2 separate regions of the Gossypium arboreum genome follow, and region 1 is linked to region 2. Evidence: chromatin contacts called from public Hi-C data. All regions are on one chromosome and are shown on one strand. The core of a region is the stretch at or near the end of the contact, and the rest is flanking DNA. Distances in the headings are between cores, read along the strand shown. Region 1 holds the start of LOC108469763 (protein trichome birefringence-like 39). Region 2 holds the start of LOC108474828 (phospholipase A1-IIdelta).

Region 1 (3,964 bases), core at 336-2,835, 160 kb after region 2:
GGCGTTCTATACAGCATTATATTCACATCATAATCCTGACCATAATTCAAATTTCAGTTTTATTATTTAGAAAATTAAAAATAACATTTTTATGTAATTATTTCATTGGTGATATTAAATTTGACTATTATAACTATCAAATTCAGTTGTATACATGTACATTATCATTTAAATATAGCAACTAAAATTCTAATTTTTCGAAATATAGGCACTAATAACAAAAGAAAAAAAAAAAACGTCATCCGGAAATCGAAATGTTAAAATAAAGGAAGGGTGCAGTAAACTTAAGATCTTGACATGTGATGTCCCGGTCTAAAGTAAGGGCGTCCACCAATCACGCTCCACTTTTAATGCACACTTACCTATCTCCGTTATTAGTTTTCAACAACAAAACAGCTACTCCTCAGATTTGCCTTTTCCTAAAGCTAATATATTAATCCTCTACTAAAACATTTATGTTCAACCATTTTTAACATTCAGAGTGAAAATCTATATAATTTTGAAGCCTCCAAAATAGAGTCGTAGCAAACTTTGACAACTGTAGCACCAAGTTTATGGGAAGTACTCTTTTGTCCTAATTCATGTTTATAAAAATCTACTTCAATTTTACTTTCAATATATTTATTCTTAAAAGTTTTTAAGTAGTCAAAATTTTACTGCCCATTTTAAACCAAGGATTATAATTACTATTCCTTTCCACCCATGCACCGAAAAAAGGATTTGAAATCCAAGAAAATCAAAAGGCAACAAGATTGAAAAAGATAAAGGAGATGACAGACATGAATGCATGCCACAGCCCAGATTCAAAGCAATCATTGTAACTAAAAAATATATATATTCTAAGTGTACAAGAAGCATAGCAAGAAATCAAAAACTGACCAGAAAGGTAACTGAAGTAAGACCATCTCGTTTGATGTATGAAATCTGGGAATTTGGAACCCAGGCCTGAATCATACATGTCAAAGACTGGAATTGATTCAAGCTGAGTGAGTCACCCACGAACATGATCTTCTTTCCTCTCCATTTCCTCAAGAAATACAGCCCATTGAACCTAATATTCCAAACTTTATACTCCTATATACATATAGGGTGTAATTGTAATTATAATGAATGGTAAGCAAGCTGACCTGGGGAGACTGCAGGAGAAGGGTTGCCATCGGTATTTCAGATACGTGTTATCAGGTCGACCATATTTTTGGCAGTCGAATTCACCCTCGATGAAGGGGCACTTGTAGGGGTCGTAGAGAGGATAGGAAGGGTCATAAACCCACTTGCCTCTGAACCAGTTGCAGTTAGAAGCTAAGCTTCTGGTTCTGCCACTGGCATTGGTATTATTTATGGCATTGAAATCCTCACCTTTTGTTGGTGAGTGCTGTAAAAGAAAAAACAATAAGACTAAGAGAGAGAAGCGGAAGAGGAGCAGTAAACCCATACCCAGAGGTTGGGTTTTGTTGGGTTAATTCGCTGCCTCAAACTGTTAAGGAGAAAGGGACGAGTGGTGAAGGAAAAGTTGTCTGCCCATCACACCTTATATAAAGAGGGAAAGAGAGAGAAAGAAAGTAATGAAAAAAAAAGAAAAAAGCTTCACATGGAACAGTACTCAAACTCCATGTCATATGTGCCAGAAGTTTTTTTTTTAGTTTTTAGTTTATTTATTTATTTATTTTTGGATTATCGTGGATATTTTCTTTTAGGTAAATCTTTGATACTTAGGTACATTACCACTTCACTTTTTTTTTTAATTCTATAAATCTAATTAAAATTATTGCATATTATATTTTAAATTGTCCGGTATTCACATTAATAATTTAAATTTAAATCATAGTTATACCAAAAATTATTATTATATATCCTAGTTGTTTATATATGATTTCCTAAATCTGAAATGAGTAAATGAATTTATTTTTAAAAATTTTAGATGAAATAGATTTATATGTATCAATAAATATTTAATGTAATTATAAGATGAATTATATTTTAAGGAAAAATATAAATTTAAACTTTAAAGATAATATTATTATTTAGAATAGATACAAATTGTAAACATAAAAGATACTAAAAAAATTACTTATCAAATAATTTTATTTTGTTTCAATAAAAATCTATTTATCTTCAAAACAAGAATAGTGAAATGTTTGGATGGATTGTGCTCCCTTGCGCCAGGTGGGGATAGATCCAAACACTTTGAAAAATTAGGAGGTATGGCATTATGAGATTTTTTTTATTTTTTATTTTGTTATTATTAAAAATAATGGAATCACACTTTTCCCTATCAGAGGAGACAAAAGTATAACAATACAAAATTAAGCCCTCTGCTTTCAAAGGTTTCTTTTTTTCCAAGTTGATGATACAAAGTCACTTTTCTTATTCTCTTCCATTTTCTTATAATTTGTTCTTTACAAACAATCAAAATCTAAAAACACCTCAACAAAATAAAATAAGATATATGAAAAACCATCATTACTACATCCTATTATGGTTTTCTACTTGCATACGTCCCATTGTTAATTGTTCATTTAACGGAAAAAAAACTTGTTTGGTAAAATATGCCAAAGTGCAATTCATATAATGTAAGAGCTGTATCACTTTTATCCTCGTTAAGACACCATTGATTGTGTCTTCATATCAACTCCATCATGATTAATTGTTAGTTTTTGTTCACCAGAAAAGGGAAAATGTTAGTTACAATGTTCATATATATTCACAAAGGCCCAACCAGAAAAGGCATTAATTACTTTCACAAATTTATTATGTTACTTTCTATTATCGATCCAAAATTTGAATATAACTTGAATTGTCGACCCGCGACTTGAGTCTGCGCCCTACAAGGTGGATACATTAAGGACTCGCGAGGAGGGCTCGCAAGCCAAGTTCCTATGTTCTTGGGTGTTTGCGTTTGCAAACAGAGGATGCGAAGTCAAGTGAGTTGACTGACAGACACGTATTAAGTCTAGGATAATATACGTGTTAGTGTGCATGGAGCATACTTAAGACGTCATTTCAATGAACAGTAATTGTATCTTACAAATACTCGATTCTCCCCATCATGAGGACACACCACAAAAACACTCAACAATTTGTTGTGATGAACTTGAACAGACTTCTAATCATCAAATTTTCTTTCAGTTTGTAATAACTACAATGGCTTTCCCAGACAAAAATTTTCTTGTCAACTTTTCATCAGGACAAGCTAGAGCTTCGAGGGCAAGTGGCCAACCCACCAAAGCAAACTTGTTTGTCAGTTGGTTTGCTGACCAATCGAAAAATTTGGGTGCCTCAAACTCCTTTGATTTGAATTTTCCTTTAGGCTAGGGGTTACCATTCTCTTCTGGTTAAAAAACATCATCGCAGCAATTTCTCGCTCTTCAGGAGAAAATGGCCCTACAAAACGTGAGGTTCGAGTAGCAGCAAACGTTTCATCAAGAACTCTTAAAGCAGAATGAAGAGCTCATAAGAAAGGTACAATCTGACAACTCTGATATTCATGACAATGTAGCCATGCAGGAGGAAGGTACTTCCGTGCATGCAAATGAGTGGTAGAGTGAGATGGATGCTCTACGATAGGACGTAACTATTTTGTAATAACCTGTTTTTCAGTCGTTTCAGGGCCACAAGTCCAACAGTAAGTTCGTATAATTAGTATTTAAGTTATACAAGTCAATAGTAATTTTATAATAAATTTTGATATAAGGAATTTTATCCAATAGAATTAGAAGTTAGTATAAGTGGTTCGATTCAAAAGTTAAGTGATTATTAAAAATGATGTATTAGGACCTCGTTTCCGTAATTTAAGGTCGTAAATATTTTTATTAAATATTTACAAAGTCGTATTATATATGAATTAAGGTTTGGTCTAATAATTTTGATGATTTATTTGCTTAATTGCGGTAAAAAGATTAAATTGTAAGAGAGGTCAAAGTTAATTACTTTTGATTTAAAATAGTAAAGGGACCAAAATGGTAAT
Region 2 (4,136 bases), core at 381-2,880:
TATGATTATGTTTCTTGGATTATTATTTAATAGTCACAACATTACTCATAGTGATAACTATATATATAATCCTCAGACTTGAGATTATCATTGTCTCATCATCTTGAGTCGTATATTTTGACACACTCAAATGTCTACCATAACAGGTTATACTATAAAAACTGATGTTGGGTATACCACAATCTATGTAGTGGGATATGCTTGATCAAGATAGGATTTGTTCCTCCTACATAATGGAAGCAATATCTTAAGCCTCTTGATGGAGTGAGATTAGAAATGCATGGTCAGGCTCAAATAAGTTGATATGAGATATCACACTTATTTGTTTATTGTAGCCTACTCAGAATATCAAGAAATATGATTTTGGACTATACAAGTATAACTATTCCATGACTTGTGTCCAATCTAGATATTAAGGATAAAAGGATATAATACATGAAAAATTATCACAGAGAGGTTATGTCGAATTTCGACTTCTTATACTTTGGGTAGCAATAATGCATTGCTAGTGCCACTCATTGTTTGTAATATTAGAAACGTTCTAGTATTACTACTAGCGTTACAAGAGCCTCAATGTCACACCCTATAGTAGAAACGAACAGAATCTAAATACATTTGATATTGTATTTAGTTGTCACATGAATTGAATTAATTATTGAATTGAATTAATTTGATAGTTAAATATTGAACATGTTATATGTACAAACTTATTGTACACAAATAGAGAATATAGATAAAATTAATATATGAATTTGATTCATATAAAATATTAATTATATATAGTTTACCAAATTATTAATATAAAAATTATAATAATTAATTTCATCAAAATATAAAAGACATGAAAATGGATATTCTTTAGGAAAGCATATATATTTTTTCTCAATTTCCATTTATTTCTCTAATAATAAGGAATAATCTTTTTTTCTTGATTTATGATATCAAAGAAAATAAAAGGAATATAATCCCTTAGTATGTTAGGGTTAAAAAAAAAATAAATCAAAAGGTCTAGCAGCCATTATTAAAAATTCTCTTTGAAAAGTTAAGAGAGTTTTTGTTGTTCGTTCTTTGACTGGATGGATTACATAGAGGTCGAGACGTTATTATTACTAGTAGTTGCTTTTTTAGTTTCAAAAGGTATAATTTCGATCATTATTTCAACCCAATTCATTCCTTGTACATGGATCCATGGCTGATGATCGTCGGAATTTTTTTCCATTGCGCCATACCGACAATCCAACATAAATACCTTAAAGTACAACGAAGAAATGATCGACTCTTCAAGAATACTAAGTCTACACCCTGTCAACACTCTTACAACGAAGAAATGATCGACTCTTCAAGAATACTAAGTCTACACCCTGTCAACACTCTTTTAACCATAAACCTTTATGCTATTTTTATTACCACTCTTCATAACCTTTGTCTCTCCGCTCCGATTGAGTGAAACAACCTCCTCAAGAGTCACTCACTCCTTTAAACTCCTCCCTTGTTGTACACAATATCAACAATCATTTATTAATGTATATTTAATTATAAATTTGAACTTTTTGAATTTTGGATAAAATTTATCTTGGGCTCATACTTGAATTGTTATAAAGCTTGCATTATTAAGAGTTCGTGCTAAGATTGGCCTTGAGATGGAATAATTTTGAGCTCGAGTTTAGATTTTTTTTTTCTTTTTTATTTATATTCTAGAATTCAAACATCGGGCTCCAATCGTTGAGCACGGAATAAACGTGCTTTCTAGGTCTAATTTGTCCTGCTCTGTTTTGGCAGCGATAATAGTGGGTCATGGGAGCGCCATATTGTCATCCGGAATATGGCTTTTCTATCTCATAAAATAGTACCTATCTTTCCCCTTCCGATCAAAAGATAAAACGACCAGGGCCACAGAATTCCTTTCTTGGTCGCCTATCCATCGGTGGCAGTCAGCTGCTCATGGCCGCAAATCAAGAAGCAGAACCGTCATGGCAGGAACTGCTTGGTAGCAAAAACTGGGACTCGCTGCTGGATCCTCTTCACTTCTCACTTCGCAAACTCATCCTCCGCTGCGGTGACTTCTGCCAGGCCACATATGACGCCTTCAACAACGACCAAAATTCCAAGTTCTGCGGTTCAAGCCGCTATGGCAAGTCCTCTTTCTTCGACAAAGTAATGCTGGAATCTGCCTCCGATTACAAAGTAGAATCGTTTCTCTATGCCACTGCTCACGTCACTCTCCCTCAAGCCTTTTTGCTCCACTCCAGGTCAAGGGAGTCCTGGGACCGCGAAACAAACTGGATTGGCTACATCGCCACGACGTCCGATGAAACATCGAAAGCTCTGGGTCGCCGCGATATCTACGTAGTGTGGCGAGGAACTACCAGAGACTACGAGTGGGTTAATGTTCTTGACGCAAAGCTTGAGCCCATAGAGCCCCTTTTGCGAGTCGACGGAAGTAGCAACAAGGAAATGGGTGATAGTAGCAGTGACAGTGACAGTGACAGTGATAATGAAAATGAGAAGCCGAAAGTGATGCTTGGTTGGCTGACGATTTACATTTCTGATGATCCCAAATCGCCTTTTACAAAATTAAGTGCAAGGGAGCAACTTTTGGGTAAGATAAAAGAGTTGAAAGAGAGATATAAAAATGAAAATCTAAGCATAGTGTTCACTGGGCATAGTTTGGGGGCTAGTTTAGCGGTTTTAAGTGCTTTTGATGTAGTTGAGAATGGTTTAGTGGACAATATTCCTGTGGCAGCTTTTGCTTTCGGTTGTCCACAAGTGGGGAATAAGGCCTTTAATGACAGGATGAAAAGGTATCCAAATCTTACAGTTCTGCATACAAAGAACATAATTGATGTCATTCCTCACTACCCTAGCGTGTTGTTGGGGTACGTTTATACGGGGACTGAACTGGTAATCGATACCAGGAAGTCTCCAAGCTTGAAGGACTCAAAGAATCCCAGTGATTGGCATAATTTACAGGCAATATTGCACATTGTAGCAGGGTGGAATGGACAGGAAGGAGAGTTTGAGCTGAAAGTGAAGAGAAGTTTGGCTTTGGTGAACAAGTCTTGTGCGTTTCTAAAAGATGAGTGCTTGGTGCCGGGTTCATGGTGGGTGGAGAAGAACAAAGGGCTTGTGAGAAATGAAGATGGGGAGTGGGTAATGGTTCCAGCAACCGATGAAGACTTGCCTACACCTGAAGCTTAAATGCATTTGGATTACCGTCTTTGGCTACGAATACCTTTATTTGGTCTATTTTTCTTCCTTTCGTTATGTTCTATTTTGTTAACTTTGCATGTTACTTGTATGTCTTGGTCTACTCGAAGGAGATTAGGGATGGTGATTGCTGCAAATACATGAGATCAAGTGCTATCATCCAGTATAAAATGTATCTGTCTGATGCTAAATTTAGTAATCTGTCGAATAAGTTGCTGCTTTTTTTTGGGTATAAAATAATAGAATTTATATTTGATACTTAAGTTATCCTATAAATTTATATATTGAAAGTGAATTAGGTAATAAGATTAAATTAATAAAATATTATTATTTGATTAAGTTTTGCCAACAATTTCTTGAACTAGTGATAAGAGTATTATATTATAGGTAAGAGGTTAGGTTTGATTTTATTTTTTTAAATGTGCTAGGTTTAAAAACTCCACAAACAAATTCATCAAAAAAACAAGCAAATAGAGTGATTGGTTGACAAGTGTATTATATGAAATATTAGAAAACAAATATTTAAAAAGAAAAACACATGGCAATAATTTCTTAAAATTACTTATGGCATAAAAAAATAAGTATATTGTTAATATATCAAATATTAATCCTTAAAATTAAAATAATTAAAAAACTTGCAAGAGTAAAACAAGATTAAATAAAAATGATTTAAACATTATAAAAAACATGCTGAGAAAGTCATAAGTAAAACAATTGAAATTTGAAAATGTTGAGATAATTAAATTAAAATTAATAAAAATCATAAGCAGAAAATAAAATAAAAATGGAATCAACAACTAAAAATAATAAAAACTAGAAAAACCTTTACCAAAAAAATTGAAATTTTACAACCACGGTAGTTTTATCAAACTTTGATGTTTGATTAAAAAATAAAAAAAATAAAAAAGTTGAAATAGAAAATGTAAAAG

What was found. Hi-C and Micro-C count contacts between places; a contact is called where the count stands out from the background.
Region 1: a Hi-C map of leaf shows a contact between it and region 2, with 2.2 times the contacts expected there. The contact joins the promoter of LOC108469763 here to the promoter of LOC108474828 in region 2. A contact is called at or near these places in 2 of 5 Hi-C or Micro-C datasets (both in leaf).

The regions. Positions count from the first base shown.
Region 1 is chr10:28,013,334-28,017,297 of ASM2569848v2, forward strand. It overlaps LOC108469763 (protein trichome birefringence-like 39), which reads right to left and starts at 1,586. Exons shown (of 5, transcript XM_053019628.1): 1 at 1,128-1,586; 2 at 880-1,051; 3 at 1-35. The coding sequence starts at 1,432.
Region 2 is chr10:27,851,877-27,856,012 of ASM2569848v2, forward strand. LOC108474828 (phospholipase A1-IIdelta) reads left to right here and starts at 1,631. Exons shown (of 1, transcript XM_017776852.2): 1 at 1,631-3,465. The coding sequence starts at 1,942. The coding sequence ends at 3,198.